Regions from separate parts of the Mus musculus genome. Here region 2 is linked to region 1. Evidence: chromatin contacts called from public promoter capture Hi-C data. All regions are on one chromosome and are shown on one strand. The core of a region is the stretch at or near the end of the contact, and the rest is flanking DNA. Distances in the headings are between cores, read along the strand shown.

Region 1 (4,839 bases), core at 1,216-3,715:
AATATAAAAATGACAAGGTACAAATCCTCCTGACTCAAGAACTGGAGGGAATCTCGGGAGATGGGTTAGTGGGTTACTGCACATGCATGAAGACCCAGGTTTGTATTCTACACATTGATGGAAAAGGCTGAACATGGAGGCAGGGGAGGAGGATCAGTAGGAGCACTTGCTCTTCCAGAGGACCACAGTTCAGTTACCAGCACCCATATCAAGCAGCTTACAACGGCCTGTAACTCAAGCTCCAGTGAGTCCAACGCCCTATGCAGGCCTCAGTGGACACATGCGAGTGCATGCATGCACACACATAGAGAGACAGGGACAGAGAGACAAAGAGAGATACAGAGAGATACAGAGACACAGAGACACAGAGACGCTTAAAATGAAATAAATATTTAAATAATTTTTAGAAAGAAAGAGAAGGAAAAATATGGAACCATCCCAGAGCCAGCTGTGTTAGAGGACACTGAAGCAAACAGTGGGGAAGAAGATGGGAGCTCATGTCAGGGCCAGGCTGGAAGTGTCACTCATGACAAGGGTCTTTTCTAATCCAGTCTCAGTACATTGCCAAACTGATGAACGTAGGGCCAAAAACCATGCCTCGAAAAAAAAAAAATTGACAAGATAATTAAACAAATGAGATGGTTCAGAGTAAAGAGATGAATTTGGTCTAAAAAGTACAAGGGGCCAACGTGTCTCAAATCCTCATCCCAGCTTTCTGTTTGTCAACTGTCTCTTCCCAGATATGCTTCACTGGACAGTCCACTGGATGAGCGCTCACACATCAGAGTCTCAGATGGAAGCCAGATGTGAGGCAAGAGTCCTTAAGAATCATGGGAGCTTTTAAGGCATCTTCAGAAATAGCAGGGGTGTAACTTACTGCCATAATAATACAATATGTAATTATATATTGTCTCTGTGCTTATTTTAGAACTGATGGGGCCTTTAGAAACCATATGATCTATGCCTATTTATTTTGCAGATGAAACTAAAATGGTTAAGTGGATTGACTTAAAGTGACTCGGGAAATCAACAGTAAAATAATGTTTTTAAGACAAAATGCTGTTTGGGATAGACATGTGTGAAATCTCCCACATGATAATCTTTCTGTGTGTCCTGAAATATGATCTTTGCTGCACTATGCTGGGAAAAAATGTCTTGTTTAGTCAAATTTTCAGTGTTTATTCGAGACTTTTAGTTGCTCTTAGCAGAATGTGTTCCTCCCAGGACAGTGACCATGGAATCCATGTTTTATCGCAAGTGAAGCCAGCTCGATTACTCTGGGATCGTAGGCAGGAGTCCAACATCCTAAGAAGTTGTCCTTGGTCTGTCCAAAGGCCCAGCCTACTGCTGTCCTCAACTCCACTTCTCCTTCTGCTTACAGATCCTGAGGACTCGCTGCGTCTGTAACCTTGAGTAAACTACCAAAGGTTCAAAGGCTGTGGCAATTAAGAAATTGCCTGGTCTGTCAGGATGGCTCAGCAGGAAAAATTGCTTATCTCTGAGAATTGTGCCTCGAGTTCTGCTCCAGAGCTCAAAACGAAGGAGAAATCAGTTTCCAGAAGTTGTTCCTGACCGCCACATAAATGTGCCTCACTCTCACACATCATATATGCACACACAATATAATAAAGCAATTTGTTTAAACAATACATTTTTGACATGACCACCGCCCTGTGTTGCCAGGACTACTCTGAAAACTTGCACATCTTCAGGTATCCAATCCAACAGCTTTCAGTCTACCCTTCTCTCTGCTACCAGAAAGAGCTCTTTAAAGTGGACCATGTCAGACCTCTTGTCTGAAACCTGGGATGGCTTAGCATTGCCTACAAAACAGAACCCACATCCCAGCATAATGTCCATACCCTCTACCATCTGGTACCTCCCTTATGGGACATGATAACTAATGCATGGATGACACTGTGTGTGCAGAAAGCCTTTTACCGGCATCTCCACACTGGTATTCAATAATGAAATTTGGTAAGTGCCCACATGTGCGGGATGTTTCCTGTTGTTTGAGTTCTTTGTTTTATTCTGTTCTGTTTCTTAAGATAGGGTCCCTTGTAGCAGAGGCTGGCCTTGAACTTAATATGTGGGCAAGGTTGGCTTGATTTCCTGATCTTCCTGACTCCACCTGCCAAGTGTTGAGATCCTAAGAGGTCACTTCCATGCCTGGCCTCAGTGTGCTGGGTCTGAATAATGAATATTTTATCATAAGATAGTATAAACAAATGAGGACCTAGAATTTAGAGTTCCACCTTTGGGGGCAGTTGCTGGCCTTTCCGCTGAGCTGCCTCCATTTCTCCATCTGTGTACTAAAGGGTAGTGCTAAGTGATTCCCTAAGGTCTTATGGTCCCTGCTGCTAGAATCTCGTAAAGATCTAACCGGGACTGTTAACCCACAGCTAGTTGCCAGCTCAGCAGCTTGCCGTCATCTTACGGTGTCTGTCTCATCCCTTCCTCACTGGCTCTTAGGCAATGCTGACTCATGGTACCAAACTGAAATGTATACTGTGCCGAACAGACCCAGGAGCTGTCTGCACCTTCAGCTGGGCCTCTGTGGTCACACCAAGGAAAAAGAAAAGGCCAGAGGAAATGGTTAAGTCGGTAAAATGCTTGCCTCAGTTTGCACCTAGGACCCATTTAAAATGACAGGCATGGCTGCCTGCGATTGTGATCAGTACTGGGGACAGGGAGAGAGGTGGATTGCTTGGGCTCACTGGCCAGTCAGGCCCAAATAGTAACTTTCAGGCCAGTGAGAGACCATGTCTCTTGCAAAACAGAGCACAAACAAGAAAAATAAAATGGTGCCGGAGGATCAATACCAGAGACTGACATCTGGCCTCTACATATGTGCACACACACACACACACATACACACACACACACGAGAGAGAGAGAGAGAGAGAGAGAGAGAGAGAGAGAGAGAGACAGAGACAGAGACAGAGACAGAGACAGAGAGAACACCACGGGACTAGAAAGACAGCTCAGCGGGTATATAAATGAGCTTGCTGCCAAGTTTGCTGGCCTGAATTGGATCCCTGAGCCCCACATGCTGGAAGGAAAGAGCTGACTTCTATTAAGTTGTCCTCTGACCTCCACATTAACATAAGCACAGAGGCATGCATATGTGCGCATGCATGGACTGGAAAAGAAAGACTGAAAGGAGGGAAAGAAAAAAAAAGAATGTTCACTCCACTCCAGGAAGAGCTAATGCTGACTCGGCGTGCTGTAGGTCTGGTCTTGAAGCAGGAAGTTGTGTAGACCCACAGGGCTCTGCAGGCTTATGTAAGAATGAGAGCAAAAGGTCAAATAAGCAAGAAAAAATGTTCCAAGAGGGATTTTTTACAAGGCAGGAAGGCTTTGGGGGGGTTCCCATTTGGGGGAAGCTTTTGTGTATTAGTCGCCTCATCCTGGGGGTAACTCTACAGTCTGGCTTTGCTATCTCATTCACAGCTGGGCAATTCAAGGCTCTGATAATCGTAACTAGGAAATAACCATGGGGTTCAAGCATATCCCTCCAAGGTCCTGAGTTCTTAGTTTTGCACAACCTGAGAAGCATCTGAAAAGAATTTAGGAAGGGCTTAGGAGTAAGACTGGATGCTCAGGAACTAGTCCCTGAGCAGTGAGGAATCAGGCACTTTACTAATGAGATATAACACTGCACTCTAAAACCCCGACATCAGCCAGGGGAAAAGGCAGAGTTACAGTCACCATACTAAATAGCTTTAGGTCATAAAAGAATCCTCATTCCTTTGGAAAGACAAAATGACATTTGCTAATTCCTTGACTGAATGTGGCTAATAAGCTGGATACGGCAGCATCTTGTCCATTGATGTCTGGGCGGGCTAATCTCTTGCAGGAGTCTGTAGCCGCTGTCTGCCGAGTGACATGCTGCTGTCTAAGCTCCTGGCTGCACAGTTAGCTTGACATTTTGCTGAGTCCGACTCACCCTCTCCCAGCCTCAATTGTTCCGAGCCAATGTAGACTTTCCGTACAGTTGGCCTACTTAGAGACAAAGAATGTTAGTGTTGGAAGGGAGCTACTTTAGAAGTCACCTACTACAACCTCTCAATGCTACAAATAAGGAAAATGAGCCCGAGATTAGGCTTATCTGTGTCTTGTTTGACTTGGGATGGGTTTAGGGATGAAACCTGGTGGAACCTCAGCACTAGAGCCTCTAGGGAAGAGGGGGAGAGGTGAGGCAGGGCAAATGTGGAGCTAATGAGGCTACCTCTGCTGCAGCGTTGCCAGGGCTGGAGTGGAACTCTGGGTGTTCCCTGGGAGAATGGATTGTGTCAGCAAAGCAGCATCAGGATCCAAGCCAGGCAGCCTGAAGTTCAAGGCAGGGCTTCTGTCCAGGCAGGGAAGTGTGAGAGAAGAGTAGAATTAGGCAGAAGGTCAGTTATGAAAACGAGACGGGTGAGAGGGTACAGAGTGAAAAAAGTGATTCAGACCATCAGGGTATACAAAGTTCACCAGAGCTGTGATGAACTCCACCTCCCAACTTTTAGGAAGAGGGTTGGCTTGAGACAGGGTCTCACAGTGTAACCTGTGCACTATGTAGACCAGGCTGGCTTTGAACTCACAAAGCTCCACTTGCCTTTGCCTTCTGAGTGCTGGGATTAAAGGTTTCCCTGGCCCCTATTCATATCTTAATGTACTTCCTTCAACCTGGACTTGTATAACTTAGTTATCTTTCAAGTCTAGGTCAGAAGAGACCTGCTCTTTAACATAGTACTTTTAAAGGTAGACCACTCCCACTCCTTGGCTTGAATAGAATTTTCCTTTTTTTTTTTTAATGGCTTGACTGCTGAGGAAGAAGAAACAATTTTCTTGGGG
Region 2 (4,635 bases), core at 1,344-3,843, 430 kb before region 1:
ACTGATGTCATCTGTAAAAACATAAAGGTCTCATTTCACTAAGCTTCTGTGGAACAAAGTTCATCTCAGCTAAGGTGAACCCTTAAGCTCTCTGATCTATAATAGACCATGCTCCAGGAACCCCATGGGATTCTGATCAAAGTGATAAGGGTTACTGAAAGGAAGAAAAGAGCAAGTATATGCTTTACTTGAGGGAATTTCCCAAAACATGTTACTGAATAATAAAATAAACTATCAAAGTTGTGAATTACCACGGAAGGGAAGACATACACTGGAATAAACTCAAATATGAAGTCTATTTTTAAGTATAAGAAATAAAGCTATGATTTTACAAATGTTGCCTTATGTTACACCTACATAATCATTCAATAAGTATCAAGCTCATGGGGAAAAACTCCACTGTACAAGTTTCTTTTTAAAAGATTATTTAAACTGAGCTTTAAACCCCAAACCTATAGCACCGAATCTATTCTGATTACAAATGGTGACATTAACTACCTGGTTCATTAATTTACATATGTCTATAGTATTACCTTAACTTTACTATAATAAAATATTACTGAAAAGGTACTACTGAGCAGATATTCATTGCAGTAAATATTTACTCAAAACCAGGCAAAATTTTGCCCTGCAATAGAATACAATTTAAATTACAAAAACCACAGCCAAGAAAAAGGAAAATCATATGTTATGTATGAACCTCATAGCCCACCTTTCTTCTTGACTGGCATTCTTGGGTCTCTCCACTGACTCTGGACTCAAGATCTCTGAGTTTCAGTCTCTGCTTGATCCAGCTGAATGGAGATGGAACCAGGTTAACTGTTGCAAATCTCTTCACCGTTCAGCCTTGATATCCAGGCTGAGTCTTCTATTTCAAATAAAGAAAAAAATGATGCCTTTCTCCACAACCAAACATTACACTGCCCAAGGTCTTCAAAGAAAAAAATAGCAAGTTTTTCAATTTTTGTAAAATATATATTCTTGTTTTAAAAGCTGAGAAAGTTATCTTATGCATAGAAAATGTTACTAAAACTCCTCTTCAGGCAGCAACACTTTTAGATGTTCAATAACTAACTCAATTAAGGCACAAACCAATTTTAGGACGGTTGACTTATTAATTTATACATGTTCGACATGGTTCGTAATAAAGAGCATCAATTTTTAGGAAAAAGTTTAAACTTCCCCTTCAAAAACACTTTTAAAAACGTCTTACTCTAGTCTTTTCAGGGGTGTGTGAGTTTGGACAGTTTTCTGGGGGCAAAAGAGAGATTCAAAGGCCCCCTTCTATTTACTGGTTCTGTTTCTCGCCCCTCAGTAAAACACTATCCAGCTTGTCACTTTCCTATTTTTCTTCTGTGGTCTCCAAGCCCCCAAGGCTTGATCCTTAATGCCCCTCAGATCCTGATCCTCCTGTGTATTAACTGAGAGGATTGAAAAGAAGGAAGGCAATCCCTTGGCATGGAGACATTAAAGTGACAGTGCTATTCAATGGGCACTTGATGCAGGATGATTTGGCGAAGCAGACTTCTTCACACTGGAGTCATTCACATCATGCCATCTCTTCGCAAACAAGCAGCTTCCTATCCGGCGAAGAAAAACACTGAGGCTGCTGGAAAGGAGAAACCAAACCTTCCCCAAAAGGTGTTTTCAGAGACGCTGTAGTAGTATTAGGCATGCAATCACACACTATGCAAATAGTCCGCGATTTCCTAAATGAGAGTGCAGCTGTTTGGCTTCCACATCCACCCTTTCTCAGTCTCTCTCCAATCTACCCACCTTCCTTTTGCAGAAAAGACATTTCTCTGCCACCGCTGGCCACCCCTGCCCACACCCCGATCTTATACAGAAGAGCACCGAAATGTCCTGCACCCTCCAAGCGATGAAGTGTTTCCTCGGGCAAGAGAAACAGCAGCACTAGAAATTATATAACTCTCGAATTTGGCTTGCCTAAGACATGGAGACTGGAGGGTCGGGGGTTGCGGGTCTGGCAGACGCTGCTGGGCATTTCACGTGCACGGAAGCGCGCCTGGCCTCCTCGCAGCACCATCCACCCCTAAAACACTGGCCGACCAGGGCTCTTCGGGGGAGCAGGGAAAAGGGATATTTCTAACTGAACCCTTTCCAAGCGGGGCTTGAGGGTGGACTATGGGGACTGAAGACTGTAGAGAGCAGGCTAGCCCGTGCTGCTGTGGCCGCGCCGGGGAGACGGGCTGGAGGCTCTGAGGAGGAACCTTAGAAACCACAGCCTTAACACACCGACCGGGCCGAAGGAACTACCAGGGCTCGGTTACCCCAGCCGCCCTGAGAAGAAGGCGCGCAGCAACAGGCCTGCGCCCGAACCGCCCCTGGTTCCCTTCAGGTTGGCCAGGCTGACAATTTGGCAGAGGACAAGGCAAGGCTGGCTAGGGGCGGGCCCCTGACCCTGAGCCTTCCTCGGAGCCAATGAGAGATCGCACTTCTGCGACGCCACGCCCAACCTCCGCCCGGCTGGAGGGCGCGGCTTTTGACTGGGTGGGGGAGTACCGGACTAAAGGTACGAGCTGTCAGACAGCTGCAAGTCCCGCCCCAGGCGCTCCGGCCACGCCCTCCTGTCAGTCACGTGAGGCGCTAAGATGGCGGCGTCCCAGCGACCAAGTTGGTCCGAGTCGAAGGTTGCTGGTGTTGTGCAGGAGGGAAATAGGGAAGCACCCCAGGTAGGCGGAAATCTAGGGTGGTGTGGGTCGCCTCCTCGGAGATGATGCACGTGAAGGATTTGAGCAAATAGAACCGAACCCGACTTTATGTAGAGTGTAATCAAATCTCTAGTTCCGAACAGCGTAGACCTGAAGTCTACGCCGATTAAATGCAGCTTGTTTCTCTTTCTCGAGGACCTTTCTTCAATTACAAATACTTTATCGCCTTACCCCACCCGGCCCGACCTCCAGTTCTCTCATTCTGTTTAAGTCTCCTGCATTTTATTGATTTGATGTGTTCTGACTTAACGCAAGGTTATGATGGCTTCTTGAATGCATTCACTTTTTTGATTACCCGAGAACCTAATATCCACCACGGCTGGACAAATCATGTTGAATAAAATTCTGAAGGTCAAATAATACACTTAAAGATACAACACACACACACTTTGCAGGCCATACGCCCACACAAATGCACTTAACGTGTATAAGGATGGTGATCTAATCAGTTGAGTGACTTTGAACTTCCTTAACTCTCAGATTAAACGTTGGTTGTGGCAAAAATCTTCATTTTCAGTTCTTGCTGAAAGACTTCCTTGGAATCTGATGATGGAGCACTTGTCAGGCCTGAAGCCCAGGCGTCTATACCAACAGCACAAAAATAAGTTAAAACAAAACAAAACAAAAAACTCTGGGCAAGTTAATAATCTATATCTCCTTAATTAAGGAGAGTGTAGTGAAACCCTTGCAAATGCCAGATGCCAAAAATATTTGCTGTTGCTTTTGATTATTTCAATATTGACTGTCCTGCAGCCATAATTGTGGGTACCCTTTTCCCCAAAGCTGTCTTAAAGGCCTGGAAATTTTCTGTGGGTGGTGAAGAGGGCTGTTCAGGGAATTGGATGAGAACAGAACAAAAATTTCTCTACGTTTTTTTGATTAGCCATGATGCTATTAATATCTGCCTTCATCGTACACTAGATGGATTGGTTAGAGAATCCTCCTTAGAAAATACTATTTCTTCTTCCATTTTTCCATTTGGATAGCAGAAGGAGGGGGGAGCAAAAGATGTAAGTCTAGTCCCCCCCAAAAAAATATAATTTGTAAAGTATTTTATGCCTGCTCTGCCCACCCCCCTTCTCAGCTATCTTAAAGAACTGACTTAAATGCTGTGTTGTATTAAGGCAGAAATACTGGTCTTTTGATCAATTGTATACCACCTTAAGAAGATCAAGGAACCCATTCTTTGTGTGTGTTGATTTCCTGGAGTCAGGCTCCATTTTTTTTTTCATTAATTTTAGGCTTATTATATGCTCATCACTTATAAATGTTAGCATGTCATCTGTAATGAACCTTTGACTTTATAACTTCTCATGGATTAATCTAGAAAATGTAGAGCAAAAAATAAAAAGCACTGAACTTTGAATCAGTAGACATCTCACTGATGAAATAAGTAAATATTTAAAACCAGAATTTTGGATTTGTAGGAAGTGTCCATATATCTTTGTTTGAATGAAATGGAATACTCGTAAGATACATAAAATGTCATAGTACCAAAGGATTTAACAAGTGTTTCCAGAGACCCAAAAGTCTTATGTATAGCCAGAAACTCAAAAAGGAATCTGGAATGGATTTTCTAATCTCTTGGTGAAACTCTTATGGTTCTTAATGTGGGCAACTATTGGCTTATCACATGGGACACAGAGACCTTACAAACCCTGAGTTCATTCCCTTTGTCCAGGCTTCACAGTATAACCCATAGCTATTTCTGACAAAGACCCTGCCTGCTTTCTACCCTAGGCCCTACTAGAAAACTGAATTGCAACATAAAGTCCAAGATAACTATGGTGCACTCCCTCTTCCCAGGCTGGAACAGTACCCAACTCTGACTTGTTGTTGTTGTTGTTGTTGTTGTTGTTTCTCCACTTTCTAAAGCACTTTCTGTTCTCTCCTACCTTCCCTT

The links. Promoter capture Hi-C pulls out the DNA fragments that hold promoters and counts their contacts.
Region 2: a contact with region 1 is called in a promoter capture Hi-C map of the HPC-7 cell line, with 2.2 times the contacts expected there. The contact joins the promoter of Tmem126b here to the enhancer-like site in region 1. A contact is called at or near these places in 5 of 39 promoter capture datasets (the HPC-7 cell line, embryonic stem cells, hippocampal neurons and 2 more), 2 of 484 Hi-C or Micro-C datasets (cerebellum and uterus), 2 of 115 datasets of contacts at active chromatin or transcription factors (the 230-238 cell line and bone marrow-derived macrophages) and 1 of 9 other capture datasets (liver).

Annotation. Positions count from the first base shown.
Region 1 is chr7:90,040,242-90,045,080 of GRCm38.p6, reverse strand. It overlaps E230029C05Rik (RIKEN cDNA E230029C05 gene), which reads right to left. Exons shown (of 6, transcript NR_110365.1): 4 at 4,232-4,351; 5 at 3,950-4,002. Among named protein-coding and RNA genes, the nearest start is that of E230029C05Rik, 14 kb to the right of the region's middle. Within about 2 kb of position 2,465, at least 151 of the 459 cell types and tissues checked have an H3K27ac peak or open chromatin away from gene starts, as enhancers often do. A contact at or near this core is called in the HPC-7 cell line, bone marrow-derived macrophages, liver and 1 more, where this site is marked.
Region 2 is chr7:90,473,953-90,478,587 of GRCm38.p6, reverse strand. Tmem126b (transmembrane protein 126B) reads left to right here and starts at 2,593. Exons shown (of 5, transcript NM_026734.2): 1 at 2,593-2,693. The coding sequence starts at 2,613. It also overlaps a transcript of Dlg2 not described here.